Regions from separate parts of the Arabidopsis thaliana genome. Here region 1 is linked to region 2. Evidence: chromatin contacts called from public capture Hi-C data. All regions are on one chromosome and are shown on one strand. The core of a region is the stretch at or near the end of the contact, and the rest is flanking DNA. Distances in the headings are between cores, read along the strand shown.

What was found. Capture Hi-C pulls out chosen DNA fragments and counts their contacts.
Region 1: a capture Hi-C map of root shows a contact between it and region 2, with 2.1 times the contacts expected there.

Annotation. Positions count from the first base shown.
Region 1 is chr4:6,022,103-6,025,941 of TAIR10.1, reverse strand. CINV2 (cytosolic invertase 2) reads left to right here and starts at 1,900. Exons shown (of 6, transcript NM_117019.5): 1 at 1,900-2,223; 2 at 2,580-3,021; 3 at 3,103-3,534; 4 at 3,619-3,809. The coding sequence starts at 2,632. AT4G09520 (Cofactor-independent phosphoglycerate mutase) reads left to right here. Exons shown (of 6, transcript NM_117020.5): 4 at 1-63; 5 at 148-420; 6 at 490-1,138. The coding sequence ends at 972.
Region 2 is chr4:5,926,276-5,929,694 of TAIR10.1, reverse strand. AT4G09340 (SPla/RYanodine receptor (SPRY) domain-containing protein) reads left to right here and starts at 1,957. Exons shown (of 10, transcript NM_117002.3): 1 at 1,957-2,426; 2 at 2,651-2,797; 3 at 2,873-2,959; 4 at 3,053-3,098. The coding sequence starts at 2,098.

The DNA.
Region 1 (3,839 bases), core at 651-3,150, 96 kb before region 2:
GCTGCACAAGGCAAGAATATTGCTAATCTTGTTCTTTTAAGAGGCTGTGGTATTCGAATCGAGGTTTGTGTTCACTGTCTCTTACGAATGCTTTTAATGAATCTATTTGCTCCATCTACTTATCTGTTATGGGTTTTGTATATAAAGGTTCCTCCTTTTCACGAGAAGCATGGTTTGTGGCCGTGTATGGTAGCACCAACGAAGATTATAGCCGGACTTGGTATGTCCCTTGGTATTGATATTCTTGAAGCTCTGGGAGCCACTGGAGATTACCGGACGCTTCTCACATCGAAAGCGATTGCTATAGCGAATGCGCTTTCAGCTCCTTTGAATCCCTGCCCAAATGTCTTTGAACCAGCAGAGGACGGGCATAAACCGGGAAGGTCAGATGGTTACGATTTCGGCTTCCTTCACATTAAGGTGAAAACATGTCTCTGTCTTTTAACACAACATAAAAAATTTCATTCTGATTCTAAATTATTCGTGCAGGCTATAGATGATGCAGGTCATGACAAGGCTACATTGTTCAAAGTTCGAGGCTTGGAAGCTGTGGATAAAGCGATACGTCAGCTCGCTAAGCTTCTATGGCAAGCTGAATCTTCTTCAAATTACCAGTATTTCTTGTGTGTGACTGGTGATCATTCTACTCCAGTTGAGTATGGAGACCACAGCTTCGAGCCTGTCCCATTCACAATGTGCCGGTTAAAGGACTTTGTGAGAGCGGTTGGAGGAGAATCAGCTCTATTAGAGACATCTTTAGACCCTTTTCCACTTCCAACGGATATAGCATCCAGTGAAAATGTCATCGGAAAAGAAGAAGAAGACTGTGGGAGGAGGGAAGCTTCTCTGGCGATTAGTGGAGATTCAGTCTCAGAGTTGAACGAGATTGCAGCTGCAAGAAGATGTCTTGGCCGTTTCCATGGCGGTGAAATGATGGGAGTTATCACCAAGTTTCTGAAGTTGGATGTATAAATCAAATTTCATAAAATTTTGCATTTTTTCTTTGAAAATTTGGATTTTGGAAGTGTAATAAAAAATTATCAACTCTAACAAGCTCAGGAAGTTGAAAAAAAAATGTCTAACAATGTTTGGAGGTGTAGTTGCATGTTAAAGTTTACACTTTGGCTCTTAAGATATACACATGAAATTTCCTTTTTACATTAGCTCGACGAGAAATTAAAGATATCGAAAAAGAAGAATTTTTTTTCTCTCGTGACTCAATTGCCTACAAATTTATAAAAAATGATGGTCACTTAGTTAATGAAGACACTATCTTTACTAGATCTAAACAATCTGTAATGAAAATTACTTCACGTTAATGAAAGTCAATCATGCATTTCATTGTCCAAACGAATGCTTTTACATTTCAAGCACATAAGTCAAGATTTATCGAAGGTTGACAGCTCCCATAATTGGCGTGTCTTCATTTGATAGTGTATAAAACCATCATATTCCTGAGAAATCATCATTCCTTTCCAGGAACCATAAATGAAATATATGAACCTGTGTTTCTGTAACTATCTCCATTTGAGTTAAAGTCTACGAATTGGCTTCATTTTACTCTAATTGGAGAACCTCACTTGGGTCTTTATCCACATTTTCATAAAACTTCTCATTTCAGGCTTTCCAAATGTATTAGATATTTAGATGATCCAAAAAAACTTGAACTATGGGAGCCACATAATTCAAAGCAACTTGAAAATGTTAGTTAATTTATATTGAAGCTCTCTCATCATTCTACAAATAAAATAAAACATTAAATAAATGTGATATATATACTTATTAATTATATTGTCTACCTACCAGACTAACAAGCTTACCAGTCCACCACTGTGTTTGGTTTATATGTCGAGAAAAAACAAAAATCTATAATAAAGAAAATAAAAGTGACTGGAGACCGATAAAATAAGTATCCCAAGCGAAAAGTCCAAAACCCAAAATCAGACCAGTAATATAACTTGACCGTTTCTTAACCGGTAATTACCGGTTAACTCCGTCTCTTCCGTCGACATTTTTCCTTACCAGACCCGTTTTGTTTTTGTCTTGTTTCGGTCTCTTAACAAGTCCCGTTTTGTATTCTTCTTCCTTACTTCTTATTCTATCTATAAAACAACAACTTCACTCATCATGACTCTTTTTCCCCATTTTCTTACTCTCTTGCCCTTTCTTCTCTCACTCTCCGGCGACTGTTACGAGTTTTTAACACTTCCGTCGTCTTCTCAGGTTTGGTTCTTCTCATTTATGTTAAACCATTATGTATGGTAATTCTAGAATGTAGATCTGGTTCGTTCTCATGGATCTTGATTAATATGTTTGTTTAATCCACGTATTAGCACTAATTTTGGATTATTATTTGGAACTGTTATCATTAGATAAGTTTTGAATTATTTGCTTAAGTAAGTAAAGAAGATAAGAGAAAATAATATTTATTAGTCTGAACATAATCTTATCTTAAGATAAACAGAATTTATTTCCAAAAAAATAAGTTTTTGTTAAACTAAACACAATTTATTACCAGCAATAAAAAGATTCTGTTTAATGTTGTTATCTTAATAACTGATCTTTTGTCTGTTTTTTAGTTGTTGTTGTTGTTTATGACAAGATCTTGTTCTATCCATTAAAACCAAAGAAATGGAGGAAGGTCATAAAGAACCATTGGTGCTAAGAGTTGAAGGATCACATTGTTCTTTATCAGAGATGGATGATTTTGATCTAACTCGGGCTTTAGAGAAGCCGAGGCAGCTAAAGATCGAACGGAAGAGATCGTTTGACGAAAGGTCGATGAGCGAGTTATCGACTGGCTATGTAAGACAAGATAGCATTTTAGAAATGGCTCATTCTCCTGGAAGTAGGTCAATGGTGGACACTCCTCTCTCTGTTAGGAACTCTTTCGAGCCTCATCCGATGGTTGCTGAGGCTTGGGAAGCTTTGAGAAGGTCAATGGTGTTCTTTCGTGGTCAACCCGTTGGTACCATTGCAGCTTATGACCATGCCTCCGAGGAGGTCTTGAACTATGATCAGGTAACTAAAGATTCTAGACGTGACCTGAGCATAATCGATTTTTGTGTAGAATATCTCAAAACTTGTCTTCTATTTGAGTAGGTGTTTGTACGTGACTTTGTACCAAGTGCATTGGCGTTTCTGATGAATGGAGAGCCCGATATAGTGAAAAACTTCTTGCTCAAGACACTTCAGCTTCAAGGTTGGGAGAAACGGGTTGACCGGTTCAAGCTTGGGGAAGGCGTTATGCCAGCGAGTTTCAAGGTGCTTCATGATCCAGTTCGTAAAACCGACACAATTATTGCGGATTTTGGAGAAAGCGCTATAGGAAGAGTAGCACCGGTGGATTCAGGATTCTGGTGGATCATACTTCTCCGTGCTTACACGAAATCTACGGGAGATTTGACTTTATCTGAGACACCAGAGTGTCAGAGGGGAATGAGGCTTATACTCTCTCTTTGCTTATCCGAAGGTTTTGATACTTTCCCTACGCTTCTTTGTGCTGACGGTTGTTCTATGGTTGATAGGAGAATGGTAAGAACTACCTTTTAGTGAACGAGCAAAAATCTTATATGATTCATCACACTAAAACCAAATCTTGATTTGTTTATTTATTAGGGTGTTTATGGATATCCAATAGAGATTCAAGCTCTGTTTTTCATGGCATTGAGATGCGCCTTGTCGATGCTTAAACCAGACGAGGAAGGTCGAGATTTCATAGAAAGGATTGTGAAGAGACTTCACGCGCTGAGTTTCCATATGCGCAGTTACTTTTGGCTTGACTTTCAACAACTCAACGATATCTATAGGTTAGTAAGCAACCTTAAAATGTTCTTGTA
Region 2 (3,419 bases), core at 708-3,207:
AAATTTTATAATCTTGATTGGTATAAAAATAAGTTTTTGAAAAACAAAATCTAAAAACTCTTACAAAATCTACAAAACATTCAAGGCCTTAGTCTATTGTATTCTATTTTGGTTTCAATGGATGCAATGAAAAAAGCACACTAAATCGCTAACAGACAAAACCACTTTATTTTTAGAGCGGACGATAAATCGCATGCGGATAAAAAAAATTCTACGTAAAAGTTATCTGTAGTTAGTACACCGCAAACTTTTTTTTTTTTTAATTCGCACTACTGCGGATTATAGTTTATGAATGATAAACAAAAGGGTGAATGAAATATCTATACATGGAAGAATATATAATTAAGGATCTACACATATCATTTAGTTATTTAGGTGGAAATTTTCTTGTAAATTAAATATGACATAATTGCCCCTATACAAACAAAGAATCAGTAGCCTTCTTCCGCGAGATATATTGTACCTATAAGAAAGAGACACAAAGCATTTAAGTCTTAGGTGTGTACCTATATATATATATATATATATATATATAGCTCCTTATCATTTTTTTGAAAAAAACAGTCGATAACAAAACTTTTACCATGGTTTTGAAAACAGGAAAGAAGATGTCGCTGATAACTTTGGATTATCGATAATTTTGAAAATATCATGATAATATACGAATTAGCAGGGTAAAAAAATGTTTACATATTACATTTGTTGATGGTGTATGAAGAAAGTAGAGTCGATAAAGTAAATGTTATCTGATAAAAAAGGAAAATGACTGCTAATCAAAAAATTAATGTGTTGCAGGGCGGTAAGTAAGCGACGAGGAAAAGTTTTTTTGACGGTTCAAGATGGAAGGATGAGACTGTTTTTGGACTAGGAGGGTTTGAACAGATGGTTTCACTTTTGTTATGAATTAGAGTTAGCACCTAATATAAATGTTACGTTAACTTTTTGTTAACGGCTAATATTTGTTTACATATAGTGATAATACCCTCATAAGTTTTGCATCAGAGTTACTACCTTATACAAACTGATATGTTAATACTTGGGTTATCGGCTAATATCATAAGTTCCTTGTGATTACAGATAGTTTCACTTTTGTTATGAATTAGAGTTAGCACCTAATACAACTGTTACGTTAACATTTTGTTAACGGCTAATACCTGTTTACATATAGTGATAATACCCTTAGAGGTATTAAAAATTTGAATTCATAAGTTTTGCATCAAAGTTACCACCTAATACAAACTGGTATGTTAATACTTGGATTACCGGCTAATATCATAAGTTTATGGTGATTTGAGATAGTTTCACTTTTGTTATGAATTAGAGTTAGCACCTAATACAAATGTTACATTAACTTTTATCTTTTGGACTGTGTTTTAATAAGGGAAAGAAGGGATACAACTTTCCATTTAGAAAGAGAAATGACGATGACGACTGGTTTCCCTAAAAATCAATAAATAAATAGCAAAAAAGAAAAAAGACTACATGCAAAGAATAATAATAATCTGACACAATATATTCATACAGTATAAAAAGATTTTCCTAGGGGTACATACGCAATTTCCACATGTACAATATTAGTCAAACAGTGATTTTTTTGGACACTTAAATAACAACTCTTCCAAGTATAGATTGTGCAATTTTCCTAAACAAAAAGCAGTCTAAACCGTTGATAGATTTGTCCGTCCTAACCGCGTAACCATTTGAACTCTTAGCTTTTTTTAATGTTAAGTTGTTGCCAATAAACCGACCGTAAATGAATCGAGATACTTGATTTGAAAAGTCGATCCAAAATCAAATCAAACAAAGAAAAATGGTTTAAAACCGAAATTTCTTTAAAAATTAAGGATATTGTAGATAAACATTCAATACCGAACCAAAATAAAACCATACTAAACCATCCATAATTTGGATACCAGTACTAAGAAACCAAATTTTTAAAAACCGAATAATTCAAATAAAAACCGAACCGAAATCACATGGTTTTGTAAGAGATCATTTGAAAAAAATAAAAAATATTCGCTCAACAATTTTGTTTCTCTATAATCAATCACCAATCAGCAAAATTCTAGGGTTTCAATTATCTTCTCTGCGATTTGAATGAACAAATCCAACTTCATTCACAAATTTCATCACTCTGCAAAACCACATACAATGGAAGATAACGAAGAAGAAGAAGAATCACCGACGGAGTTAAACACGATCACCGGTTTAAGCGGTTTTGTAGTTATCTCTCCCGATAAGCTATCTCTCAAATACACTGGCGTTTCTCAACACGGTCACGATGTCGGCGTTGTTCAAGCTAATAAACCTGCTCCGTGTAAACGTTTCGCTTATTACTTCGAGATTTATGTTAAAGATGCTGGTGTTAAAGGACGTGTCTCCATTGGTTTCACTACTAATAGTTTCAGAATCGCGAGACATCCTGGGTATGATATTGAGTTTTGTTTAGATTTGATTAGGTTCTTAAAGATCTCTTATTTTTGTTTAGTTGTTTTAAGTTTGATTAGGTTCAGGATTTGGTTCAATTGTGTGAGTTTTATTTATGTTTGGTTAGGATCAGAACATACGAAAGTGTTGGATTTTGTTTCTATATCATTGTTGCTGAGCATTCAAATTGATAGTTTTGTGATATTTCTTATGTAATGGTTAGATGGGAACTCAACACTTGTGGTTATCATGGTGAAGATGGGCTTATATATCTAGGAAAACGTCAAGGTGAAGCTTTTGGTCCGACTTATACAACTGGTGATACTGTTGGTGGTGGTATAAACTATGATTCGCAGGAATTCTTTTTCACGTGAGTATCTAAGAGTTCAAGAGTCAATTCATTTTCATGTTACAGTTCTGACATATCTTTGTTATGAGATGCCAGTGTAAATGGAACTCTGGTAGGGACAGTCTCCAAGTACATCAAGGGTCCTCTATTCCCTACTGTAGCTGTACATAGCCAAAACGAAGAGTATGCTCTCTTTGTTTCTTAATATGATGTCAGCGTGAACTATTTTTCAAGTGCTTGAATATGTTCTTTGTTTGATGTTCTGAATCTTGGTAGGGTTACAGTCAACTTCGGGCAGGAGAAGTTTGCCTTTGATTTTAAGGTAAGATCCTTGAATATTTTTGGTATACTAGTGGAGTTTCTAGCTCTTAGCTTGTGTAATTTATCGATGGGATAGTCCGAAGTATAACTATCGTATAGTAAAGAAACATATGCATCTTTTTGATATGGTACAAACATATAATGTGGCAGATGATTCACTGTAAAAAAATACAGTGATTAAACATCTTCTCTTAGACTCTACGATTAAGAATTGTATGTGTAATATGTGTAGAAAGTTGAGGTAGAGAGTAATATGTGTTTACTTGTGCTTCTCTTTCTGCCTTAGGTTTGTTTGAGGTTAAGGTTACAGGAGTGATTACGT